2 separate regions of the Mus musculus genome follow, and region 2 is linked to region 1. Evidence: chromatin contacts called from public promoter capture Hi-C data. All regions are on one chromosome and are shown on one strand. The core of a region is the stretch at or near the end of the contact, and the rest is flanking DNA. Distances in the headings are between cores, read along the strand shown. Region 1 holds the start of Tmbim4 (transmembrane BAX inhibitor motif containing 4). Region 2 holds the start of D930020B18Rik (RIKEN cDNA D930020B18 gene).

Region 1 (6,487 bases), core at 3,821-6,320:
GACCCTCAAGAGACGATGGTTAAATAAATCATGGTAATATACACTATGGGAGAGCACCACATTTTACAAGATTGATGAACTATAAGAATAGCTATTTTCAAATGTAAGATACAGTAAGTGAACAATATAAAATTATGAGACAGGTCTGTAGATAGCACCTGTGAACTATGAGGTTGTATTCACGCGTGTCCAAAATAGTAGTATCTTAATTTTTCCAAACACATAGCATGCTGATAAGAGAGACTAGTTTAACACACTGGTGTGTATGTTACAGTGGACTAGTTATAGTGACTACTCACTGCTGTGAACGAATTTAAGGTGAACACCACACTCAGAAACTGATTCTTACATCATTTCTTTATTATAACTTTAGGGTTTGCTGTTTTCCACCAGAGAATCTTGACTAGAAGTACAGCATTCCAAAAGTATCTTTCAGAAGATGTTTACATTATAAATAGCTCTGTTGTTTATTTTTATATTAAAGGCACATTTATTGGGAAGATGCTCTCAGGTGGGCGAGATCATTGGCTCCAAGGACTGAGGCCAGGAAAGTCGTCATGGGGAAATGGGGTCAGGGGCTGGGAGAAAAGGCGTGCACACAGAGGAGGAGTGGGGGAGGGGGAGGAGGAGGAGGAGGAAAAGAGAGGGACTCTGTTTATTTTTAAAGGAAGCATTTCGTGTATCCTTCTAATTACAAAGAAACAGCTGAGAATCACTTAATAAACACAGAAGTGGTCAGCTTAGTTATCAGCCCAGTTTCCAGGGTTCCTAACTAAAATGTTCCTGAATATTTAGCTAGTCATACAAACAAATTTACTGAGTGCTTGAGATCCATACTGTTATAGCCATGTGTACTACACAGAAATCAATCAAAAATAAAACTATGTAAAAAAAAAAAAAGCAGAGGAGGGGGGGGGGAGCCAGGATGGAGGGAGAGAGGGAGGGGGAAGAGGGAGGGGGAGGTTCTTCTAGGGACTGTGAAACCTACTTTTGAGTCTCATGCCGAACTAATTCTCTCCCAAATTTGAGAAGTTTCAATGTTTAAATAATTGTCTGGCCCTTAAAGCATCCGGTTCCATGCAGCAATCGTCTGCTTTAAAGACGAGGGATCACAGAGGCAAAGCTTGCCTGCATACTACCAGGCAGGCTGTGTTTAATCTTCAGACGCTTAAAGTCAAGGGTCTTTCTACAACACAATCTTATTTTCCTAACCTCACTTTAAATAGGCACGCTTCCCACGGTGACATTTGGTGTGTTGCTCCCAGCACGGAGTAGCTCAGCAGAAACGTCCTCTCCCCATGAGCTTACCTCACAGGTAAAGTGTAAGCTCCGAGGGACGGAATCCCGCTTCCTCCTTACGTTACTTCAGTTCTCAGATGCGTCATTCCTCCCAAAAGCCCCTCTAAACCTGGCATTTGGCACTTTAGAATTTAGCCAAGGTGCCACAAAGAAGTCATTTTAGGGGCTGGCCAAGTCAGTGTTTTCAGAACAGCAACTGTTAATTATCTCTGCATCTAGTACAGAGTTGCTGAGGGAAAAAAATCAAATGTGTTTGTTAAATATCCCTTAATAGTTTAAATTATTCCTTAAGTCTGACCTTGCCTCACCGAGGCCTCTCTCACTCACGGACACGCTCAGGACCACCTCTATAGTTTGATTGGTGTTCACGTATTGTTTCTGATAGTTTCCTGTAGTGTCATGTCTGTCACCTTCTGTCCCTGTCCTTCCCTGAGCCCATCCACTGTCTCATGTCATCAGGAACCTCTCAGTCCTACCCACTCAAGTACTACCCAGTACTTGCTACATAGGCCAGCTCCCGTCTTATTTCAAGCATTTCTAAGAAGAGCAGCAAAGTTAACAGTGTATCGAAACTACAGCACAGCATGCCTGATGAATAGACACAGAGTCCTCAACAACAACAACAACAAAACAGCAAAGAAGAGTCGATGGCATATTAGTACATTAAACACGACTAAGTGGGATTTACTCCTGGAAGGCTAGGATGGTTCAATACATGAACGTCAATCAAATGTCATATACTACATTTATAGAATGACAGACATGGGAGGAAATGCTGTCATGTCACTGTCAACTGACACAGAAAAACCATGTGATAAAATTCTACAATCATGTGTTAGCTAGGAATCAAAAGAAACCAATTCACCACGATAAAGAACATATATGAAGGGGCTGGAGAGATGGCAGAGAGGTTAAGAGCACTGGTGGGACACGTGCCTTTTTTAAGTGAGGTTAGAGAATAGCAGAGTTGTAGAAAGAACCTTGACTCAAGGGTCTGAAAACCAAGGGGCAAGGAGCAGTTGATGGCCACTGGTGGGAGTCAGTTTTCTTCCCCCACAGCTTCTAGTAAGTTGCCTACCTAGTGGCCTAGGTAGATGTCCCATTCCCATGCGAAAGTGGGTAGTACTGAGTGGATTCCCTGTATTAAACAAACAAACAAACAAACAAACAAATGGATAGGAAGGTGAGAAAAGGTTGTTGGAGGGAGTGGGGCTGGGCAGGATACACTGTATACATGTATGGAACTGTCAAAGAATAAATTTGAAATATTGGCTTAAAAAAAAAATGAAATCCTGCAATCCAAAAGCCATGATTCAAACGGATTCAAATGGATCACCAGAGAAGCTATGAGCAGTTGATGACTCCTGGGGGTGTGGCGTGAGTATGAATGGCCCCTATAGGCTCTTATATTTAAATGCTTAGTAACCAGGGAATGGAACTATTTGAAAGGATTAGAAGGATTAGGAGGCATGGCTTCGTTGGAGGCAGTGTGTCACTAGGGGTGGGCTTTGAGGTTTCAAAAGCCCAGAATGAGCCCTGAGTCTGTCTCATTCTTTGCTATGGATCAGGGTGTAACTCTCAGGTACTGCTCTAGCACCTGCCTGCACGCTGCCATGCTCCACGCCATGATGATAGTGGACTGAGCCTCTCAAACTGTAAGCATGTCCCCAATGAAATGTTTTCCCTTGTAAGAGTTGCCATGGTCATGGTGTCTTTTCACAGCAATAGAGCAGTGACTAAGACAGGGAGAGCCAGTTTCCTTCTACAACACTATGTGGCTACCCATGCTGTATGTCCTACCACCATGCTCATGGCGGCAGCCCTGCTGGACTCAGTGGGTTTTGTTTTTAACAAGGAGCACATGAAGTTCAGAGGGAAAAGCAGTGCAGGGATAAGGAGGAACTGAGGGGCTGGGGTGGGGGGGATAGATGTGATCAACGCACATCAAGTGCATGTGCTAAATGCTCAAACAACAAAGTACTTTTCAAAATGGGTACTATCAAGGGAATGAAAGGACAGGCCACAGATTGGGAGACAATATTTGCAAAAGATATACCCGGTAAGCAAAGCAAAACAAAACAAACAAACAAAAACAAACAAAACAAAAAACAAAAAAAAAAAAAAAGAAAGAGAGAAAACCTATTAAAATTGCCCAAATCCAAATTAATTAATGACTGCACCAAATTATGGCATGGATGAAGAAGAATTCATTCTTTGTTGCTAGGAATGCAGGGTCACAGTCTAGTGGTTTCTTACAGTACAAAGTCCACTCTTGTGTACCACCCAGCTACCATGCGCCTAGGTATTTATCTAAATGAGTTGAAACTATGTACACACAAATACACACACACACACACACACAAAACCCAGGGGAGTTTGCAAAACAGTTTTATCCATAACTGCCCAAATGCTTGAGCATTCAAGAGAACGACCTTGAGTTGAAGAAAGAAAAGTACTCAGGCACAAAGAGAAAGCAGAGGACGCTTCTATAGCAAGGGCTAGTCAGCAATCCGGCCACGGAGGATAGGGGTGGGGAATCGTAAGTACACACGGCAGTACCAAGTGAATAATGTAGATCTGAAGAGGAAAAAAATAAATAAAACACCCAACACACATGATCTTAACTACGTGGCATTCTGGACTAGGCCTGAGAGAAAGGAAGAATGACAGTCGGACACACATACACTATGACATGGGTGAGCTTTGAAGACATTAATAGAAACATGCCAGTCACAACGGCTAACATGTATGATTTCTTTTTTACTGAGGCAGTTCTAACCGTTTCATAAAGACTGAAGAAATGGGAGTTGCCCAGGGCAGAGGAGGCTGGCAATGGCGAGTTACTTATGGATACAATTTCACTTTTGCTTTGAAAGATGACTAAGTTCTGGCTGGATAGGAAATACCACAGGGCGACAAAACATTACTGCTTGGTACCTCAAAGGTGTCTAGGGTAGCAATTTTTTGGCTACCAGTACTTTTTCATAATGAATATATTTTAAAAGCTGAGCTCACTTGTCAAAATAATTTCAAAATTCATTACAGGAATATCGGGCTAGGTAAGTACCAAGATTCTAGATGCGTCAGAACCACCTTCATTTTTTTTTTTTTTTTTTAAATCCAGAACCGGTTTGAGCTGCCCAGGCAGGTCCATTTCTGTAAAGTGACCTTTGGTGGACAGTGAATTCCGCTTCGTTACGCGTCAACGAACAGCCTAAACTCAAAGTAATAACTTTGAGTCGCCGTGACTTTATGCGTCGGTCTGGGAAACTTCTCAGTCATCACACACACGTATGCCGAGTTCTGTACCCCACGGGGAGACAGTAATGACTAGGATGGTAAGGTCTCAGCACGGGGAACAAATAAATGAGGGCATCAGCCCGTGATTTCCAATGCTTGATATGGATCCTCCTGGTGTGCTGACCCCAAACATGCAATTATATCTGTCCCTACTCCAGAACTGTAATTTTGCTACTGTCACGAATCGTAATGTAAATATCTGATGTGCAGATGGCCTTAGGCGACCCCCTGTGAAAGGGTCCCGCTTGCGACCCTCAGGTTGAGGACCGCTGACCTAGGCGACCCGGCCCACACCTCTAGAAGACAACTATGTCTCCCTCTGGTCACTTGGTCCCCCTGACCCCCGCCACATACCCATGCGGATGTGCACGCTGGCCGACGCCACGCAGCTGCCGTAGTTGAAGTCATCCTCGATGGACGAGCGGGGATAGCCCGGGTCCGTGTCGGCCATGTCGCCAGCAGTGCCCGCCCGCACCTGCCCCGGCCGAAGTGGGAGCCTACACTGACCACAACCGCCTTCACCCACTTCCGGGATGGCCGCCAGACAGAACTAGCCGAACTGCCTCTCTGCAGCGAGCGCCGAACCAGTCGATCGCTCCCATGGAAAAGTCTCCACTAGGAGAGGAGGTTGCTTTCTAGTAGGAGACAGATTGCTCTCTCCCACGTCATCGCAAGGGAGTTTTTTCTAGGATTTTCTTTAAAAGTTCCTCTAGGCCTCTAGAGAATCTCTTCCAGAAAGAGTGCTAAACAAGATAGAAAGATTACGGTATCAATCAACAACCTCTCATTAATTCACTTCAATACTTGGTCCAGGAATGCACTTTTAAGTAAAATTATTTTAAAGCAACATTTAGGCCTTCATTTATTGACCATTTCTTTTAAAACAGACCCCCCCCCCTGCTTTTAAAGTTAAATAATCCTTCATCTTGAAAGACAAGTAGGAATCCACCCCCACCCCCATCCCACCCCCACCCCATGGGCGTAATTCAGGTTTTCACGGATTCGATGTTTGTGAATTGAGAGGGCAAAGTCATCGTGGTGGTGTACAGGACAAGTGCCAAAGAATGAGGCTGGACAGATGAACAAAGGCAAGACCACTGAATGCCAAATATAGAATTCGTGACCGAAACCAAAACCAAAGGAAGAAGGACAGAGAAAGTGGCGATAACAAAATGCATCTGTCATGACACTATTGCAAGCATGAGGTGTAGACTCGCCAAAGAAATATTCCAGGACACCACTAACTTTATTTATCTTTATTGTTTTAAGGGTCTCAATATGCATCTAGCTGCCGTGAGACTCATTATGTAGACCAGACTGGTCTTGAACTCAGAGATCCACCTGCCTCTGTCTCATGAGTGCTGGGATTAAAGGCGTACCAACCGGCCCACTTGTAATTATTTCTATGAGTTTACTTTGACTCATCCCAAAGACAGCAAGTGGGATTCAAAATATTGAAGAACTGTCTATTCTAAAACTAAAAATGTAATATTTTCAGGAAACTTTTTTCAGATATGTTCCACAATAACAAGAATGAAACATGCTTAGCTTTTTATTATTTTTTAAACATGTTGTTACTCACTTCAATAAAGGTAAGAATAGTATTTATTATAGAAGGCAAACTGGAGAAGAATTGGCAACCATCTTTTTATTATCTAAAGACAACACCAATATCTCATTCAGAAAAAAATAATTCTAGCTAGATTGTGCCCCCTATGTGAAAGACAAAATATTAGAACTTAAAGTTATATAAAATAATCTCTTTATAATTTGAAGAAAGCAAAGATTATTTAATCTACAAAGATTGACACACTATATAAAATTGAGAACACCTAGGAGTAAATTTCATTATAAAAGAGTAAAAGCAAACTATGGACTGGGAAATATT
Region 2 (6,735 bases), core at 3,566-6,065, 1.4 Mb before region 1:
ACAGGGAAGATAAAACTTGCCCCAAGGAACTGATCCTCATAATCAGCAGGAAGAGATCTAATGATAACGTCGCCCCCTTTCCGACCCCTGACTTTATTCTTTCTCCTTTCGTCTGTATCCTTTCTTCCTCTTATCTCATGTTAGCCGGTTAAAGGGTAGAGAAGGGTGGAAAAAAGAACCCCCAAAGTAGCAAAGACCAGCTACAAGACCCTTTCTTTTGAAAAAAAAAATTTTTTTTCTTTTGGAGAAAATTCTATGCATTATATATTAGCAAGTCACACTGGTAACAAGTAAGGTGACTCCGTGATGACCAATTTTTCATACAACTGATGCTAGGAACTGGGAGCTAGGAAATGGCACAGAGGTTAAGAGTGCACAGGGGTCCAAGCTAAGTTCCCAGCACCCACGCTGGGCAGCTCAGAACCACCTCTAACTCCAGCTCCAGCAGGATCCAATGCCTCTGGCCACCGCAGGCACCTGCACTCACGTGCACACATACACGGAATTAAAAATAAGATAAATCTTTTTTAAAGATTTTATTTATTTATTTATTTATTTATTCTTTTTCTGGTTTTTTCGAGACAGGGTTTCTCTGTATAGCCCTGGCTGTCCTGTAACTCACTCTGTAGACCAGGCTGGCCTCAAACTCAGAAATCTGCCTGCCTCTGCCTCCCGAGTACTGGGATTAACGGTGTGTGCCACCATCGCCCAACATTTATTTTTTATATATATGACGAGTATACTGTAACTGTCTCCAGAGATACCAGAAGAAAGCATCAGATCCCATTACAAATGGTTGTGAGCCACCATGTGGTTGCTGGGAATTGAACTCAGGACCTCTGGAAGAACAGTCAATGCTCTTAACCACTGAGCCATCTCTCCAGCCCAAAAATGAGATAACTCTTAAGGGGGAAACTTACAGAGTCGAGTGTAAGCCCCTGGACTATCATAATCCTAGAACAGTTTTATAAAATCCCAGAGAAGGAGACTGGGGCATTCGTGCTTGGCATGATATTTCTCATGCGGAATAATCTCAACAGCTCCCCCACTGGAAACGCTGTGTGCCCGTTGTAACACACTGCCACAGCCCCCCTGGCATTTAGCAACAAGGATTTACTTTCCTTAGGCTGTGGAGGTGAGAAGTCCAGTCGGAAGGCCTGGCCTTGGGGGATCAGTGGGAGGGAGCTCAGTGGACCAGCCCTTGCCTGAGATATACAAGGCCTGCATCTCAGTTCCCAGCAATGCAAAACAAAAACAGACACAGGAGAGGGTGTTGCTGAGCTCAGCCAGAACAGCTCCTGGAGGCTCCCTAGGAAAGTCTGTCTCCTTGACAGCTCCAGCACCTGGATGCTGCCTTCCTTTCTCTTGCTCCAGACTCCTGCTTCCTTTGACACTAACAATGGCTGGCTCCGTCTTTCTCATGCTGCCTCTTCGTATTTTACTTGCCCTGGGCCTACCAGGATACTTCTAATTAATTCAATTTTACTTATTTACTTTTTAAAGAAGTGATTTGGTTTAATTATGTGTATATGTAGGAGGAAGGGTATGTGAATGTGAATGTAGGTACCAAGGAAGACAGGCTTCATGTCCCCTGGTGCTGGAGTTACAGGAGGCTGTGAACCACGGGATGTGGGTGTTGGGACCTGAACTTGGGTCCCTCTGTAAGCACTCTGAACTGATGAGCCACCTCTACAGCCCCTGTTTATTAACGTTTTCAGTGGGGTCTATGTAGCCCAGGCTGGCCCTAAACTCATGTCCTCTGCCTCTACCTCTTGAGAGCTGGGATGAAGACATGGGCCACCAGGCCCAGTTCAGATGCCTCCTTTACTTAAGTCCATTAAGTGGCATTCGTAATTTCCCTTGTGATATAACATAGTCACAAGTTCCAGGGGTTTGGAGCCTTCCAAAGCTAACCTACATTTTGCAAGATGGACCATAAACCTAGTAACAATATTTAAATCTTATATTTGTGCAGAACATTTATAGATGTTACATATTCTTCTCGTGTTGTTTGTTTGTTTGTTTGGGGGGAGTTGTTTCGTTTTGTTTGCAAACAGGAGGTTGAATTTAGTCATCATGCATTAATATTCTTCTGCATATTCAACAGATAGGTGTTGGTGGTGCACACCTTTAGTCCCAGCACTCAGGAGGCAGAGGCAGGCGGATCTCTGAGTTAGAGGCCAGCCTGGTCTACAGCGTGAGTTCCAGGACAGCCAGGGCTATACAGAGAAACTTATCTCAAAAACAAAAACAGCTGAATGGAAAAGTATTGGCTCAGGACCCCCAAGACCAAGTTCTCGGCACAAAAGAGATTTGTCCCAGAGGGACAGAGGGTGGGGATAAGGAACAGAGATAGGTGATGGAGGAAGAGGGGAAAGACCAAAGGGGGGGGGCAGGCAAGGGAAAGGGGAAGGGGTATTTGTCCCAGAGTGGGGCAAAGGACTGCCTCTGGATGGAGGGGAGAGAGGTGTGGCCCAAGGGCAAACGGTGGTTTATAAGATAAAATAGGGAACCCCATGTTAGGATAAGGTATTTCATTTTAATTGAGCATGTTAATTAGGTGAGCCAAAGGGGGCTTTTGATTGCTGGACTTCAATACTTTAATTTAGCTGGACCTTGGTAGTCAGCCTCAGGAGGAGGAATTGGCCAAATAGGGAAGTGACGTTGGGAGTTTAGGAATGTAATCTAATGTTTTGTTGTTGTTGTGGTGGTGGTGGTGGTTGTTTTCGTTTTTGTTTTTTGTTTTGTTTTTTGCCAGGCAGAGGGAATGGGGGAGAAGGGCAAAGCCTGCCAGAGCCATGCTTGCCACACACAGGCTGGCCAGAGTCTCTTCAACAACAAAAAACTCTCCTGAATTCCTGAAAGGCAAATCCGTCCATAAAGCATGAGAAGTTATAGAGCTTCTTTTCACAGAGTTGATTCTGGGTTTCTGGACCCTAAGGAATATTACTGTGCTGCTCGCTTTCTCTCTCTCTCTCTCTCTCTCTCTCTCTCTCTCTCTCTGACACCTTAAAGTAGTATATACAGCTACCAACAGACTGTGTCTGTTGGGGAAGAATAGCAATATCAAAAAATCATCACAGTTTTGTCGAAACAACAAATATTTTCACTAAAGACGCTAAAAATGCTGGGTGCAAAAAAGCTTTCTAGCACATTTGCTCAGACTGCAAGGCCGTACGCTGGTAGAGCACTTATCTAGCACAAGGTTCTGGGATACACATGCACACACTGCAGTTTATTTATATGGCAATTTATTTCTAATTAGTTCAAAAGAGTGGAAATAATGTCAAGGATTTACTTCTTTTACTCAAAGAAAAAAGAAAGGAGAGGAAAGGGAAGGAAAAGAGAGCAGGCCAGCTGGCTCAGCAGCTCAGAGAGCTGCTTGCTTAATGCCAAGCCTCAACACCTGTGTTCAAGTTCCAAGACCCACAAACTGAGAGAACTGACTTACACAAACTCCTCAGACCTCCACATTCTCACCATGACACACACACGCACACACACACTCACAAATATACACGTGCACACAAAATAAAAAGTGTAATAAAAGTTTCAAAGAAACAAAGGTAGCCACAGCCGACATCTGAGTAGAATTTAAAAAGAAAATTATTTAATTGTATTATTTTCTTATAAATGTGTTAAAGCCAAGTTACTGTTCTGTGGGCAAAACAGCTTCATCAACAGCCTTGCCAACTACTCCCATGGGGACACAGACTTAGGCAAGCGAGAGTAAAGGCTAGACACAAGTCCCAGAGGAACTAGGAACACCTGGAAAGCAGCTCAGACAAAGAGACCTGGAGGCAATCAATAAAAGGAGAAACAGGAGAGGAGGCTGTGCCTCCAATCAGCTGCTGCGTCTTAAAGTCAATCTATTCCCAGAGGAGAGGGAAACAGTGGCTACTCTAAAACCCAGGGCAAGACTGTATCTCTTGAGACTCAGTCCTGAGGACACTCCTTCCAGGAAGCTTCCCCACTCCGTTTGAATTAAGTGGCCAGCCTGAAAGACGCACGGATCCTGTGCACATCACGCAAATTATTCGCTCACGCACTTTTTCTGGACCAGTCACGTGTGGACTACACATGAGCGGCAAGAAAGTAAACAAAGCGTGGCGGCGCTGGCTTGCACAGGTGTGGTCTCCCGTTCCTGCAGAAGAGGTGCAGCACGGTACCCGCACGGAGTAGGTGCTTAATGAACAAGAGGCTTGTCACTATAGCGAGACTGGTTGTCAAACCTGTTGCCCAATTTGGGAGCAGAGGGTTTTCAGGAGGAGAACGGGAGAACTTGTTTATTTGAAATTCTACATCAAACCCCAGCTTTTCCACGCAGCTGCTTTCACTGACAAGAGATGAAGTCCGGGGCGGGATGGGGAAGGTGTTCCTCCTTTCTCCAGCGCCAGAGGGGGATGCGAGAGTTTAGGAAGGAGCCTGCCCGCCCGCAATCCTCACCAGGTCAATGGCCACGACGTCCCGCAAAGCCACTACCCGCCGGATGGACTTGGGCGGGTTCTCGGTCAGGTAGATGAGCCGGTCGCTGAGCACCACGTACTTGAACGTGTGCTTCTCGGCGTCCGACACCACGATGCACGGCTCGTAGGCGCGGACCGCGTCGTACACCTCCGGAGGCAGGTGCCGCCGCAAGAACGCGTCCAGACGGCTGTTCGTGCGCCCGGGGAAGCCGGATCGCGCGGGGCTTGCCATGCGACACCCGCGACCAGGCAGAGTATCCTGGGTGGCTGCGACTCCACGACACCCAGTGGAACCCGCGCGCGCCACAAAGCCGCGCGCCTGCCGCCTCTGCCACCAGCGCGTCCCGGTGCCCGGAGCCGGACCTTGCTTCAGGAACCAGCTCCGGAGTCGTGTTCCCCGAGCCCCCTGCCCCGCCCGGTCCCGCCCCTAAACTTCGTCCTCACCTACACAGCGATGGGCGGAGCAAGACTAAAGTGTTGATTGACAAGGAGAAGTACTCAAGGGTCTGGGAAGAAATACGGCCCCTTTTCAGCTACTGAGCCACATGGTCACATTAAAAACTCCACTGATAACGGAGGCCGGTTTGAATCTGATTTCCTGTTAAAGAGAAACTTGAAACCGATGGGATTTTGCGGAGTTGAGAATCCTATAATTACCATAACACTGCCTGCTGTGACTTTCAAGCTTTGTCTTAGAGGCAGGAGTCTCCAAAGACCCTTACAAACTGTTTTGGTAACTCAAGCCATACAAGCCGTGCGTCTGTGTCCCCGATGCCTAGAACGATGCGGAAAATGAATGCCAGGTGGAAGGGCCCTCTGGAAGCCGATGGGTTGAAGGATGTGATTATGTAACCTTAGAGATGCAGAGCAATAAAGGGGTTGCTTCACGTTTGCGAGCTGGCCAGGAATAACGCTGTATGTTAGGTTGGCGTGCTAGGAAGCACAATAGAAACTTGCCCTAGGTGTGCGCTTCCATTTTTATTTCAAACCCCGGAAAACCCATCTTTCTCCCCCTTCCCACTCATAGAAAGACCCGAGGATGGAGCTGGCCCACATTTGTAGGTCCAGGATTCCAGAGACAGGCCTGAGGACAAGCCATAAACTGGAGGTCTACCTTTGTTAATCTAGTGAGTTCTGGGATGCACGGCAAAACCCTGTCTCAAAAGTAAATTCATGGAGATGATACAATGAAACTATATTATTCCTCTATTTGCTAACAGACCTCAATAAAGTCTGATGTTCCTTACGGTGATTTATAGTCTCCCTTTTCATACTTTACTATTATGAGCTGAATATTGTAAACAATTCCAAATTCATCATGGGAGAAGAGCATAGATGTGTCTCAGTATACAACCAGATATGGTGAACAACTCACCACAGCAGGGAAAGAGTAAGTCATTGTTTCTTTTCTTAGCATGTAATTGCTCGGAGTGGGGAGGAAGTGCCACCTGCTGGCAGAATCTCAAATTCTGTGTGGCCTAGCACTCAGTGTCCCCAGAATCTGCTCTGTCTGACTCCTCAGCCGATAGATAAAAATTGACTCTCACCATGGTTACAAGCTTTGCTGGTAAAGGACCTTTGCCACTTTAAGCCAATAGAAAGGCAAGGACCCTCAACTCTGCCTGATAGTTACCCTCACAGCAGCTCAGTGACAAATAACAGTAACTGTGACATCAGAGGTAGAAAGTGACTTCAGACCACTCACTGTTCTGTCTCTGGGTTTCTGGTTTTATACCCACTTCCTGGGACCAAGACAAACAGAACGCCCGGAGCATTCCAGAAATGGTGTTGCACTTGCTGTGGGTGCTTAAACACCCATTGAAAAACAATTAGCTTTTGGTGACCAAGACACCAACTTTAATAAACCTTAGGATGAAGCACAAGACAGAGGTACTAATGACCTCATCTAGGCTTGGCGACTCACAGAGAAGACAGTGTCATGGTTTCCAGGTTCTCCATGTTCCACTCTGTTGCCAGGGAAACAGCAAAGGTCAGATGGCAAGGATGAGATTAACCAACTGCAAAGGAAAAAATTGCTGAATTTGGAGCCAGGGGCTGGGGAGGGGGGTGTATTGGATTAGTACTAATACCACTGTTCACTATCTGTGAGAGTTTTAGGGAAAAAAAAAATATATATATATCACTTAGCCTTCCTGAGCCTAAGGCTCATCATATATAGAATGCAACTTCTAACACGTGCCTGGCCTACCAAAGAGAGCAGAAGTGAGGGCTAGAGAGTACCCAGCCTGCCAAAGAGCAGGAGTGAGGG

The links. Promoter capture Hi-C pulls out the DNA fragments that hold promoters and counts their contacts.
Region 2: a promoter capture Hi-C map of liver shows a contact between it and region 1, with 3 times the contacts expected there. The contact joins the promoter of D930020B18Rik here to the promoter of Tmbim4 in region 1. A contact is called at or near these places in 1 of 39 promoter capture datasets (liver) and 1 of 115 datasets of contacts at active chromatin or transcription factors (pancreatic cancer cells).

What each region holds. Positions count from the first base shown.
Region 1 is chr10:120,207,409-120,213,895 of GRCm38.p6, reverse strand. Tmbim4 (transmembrane BAX inhibitor motif containing 4) reads right to left here and starts at 5,070. Exons shown (of 7, transcript NM_026617.3): 1 at 4,954-5,070. The coding sequence starts at 5,050.
Region 2 is chr10:121,639,781-121,646,515 of GRCm38.p6, reverse strand. D930020B18Rik (RIKEN cDNA D930020B18 gene) reads right to left here and starts at 4,815. Exons shown (of 13, transcript NM_177335.4): 1 at 4,447-4,815. The coding sequence starts at 4,698.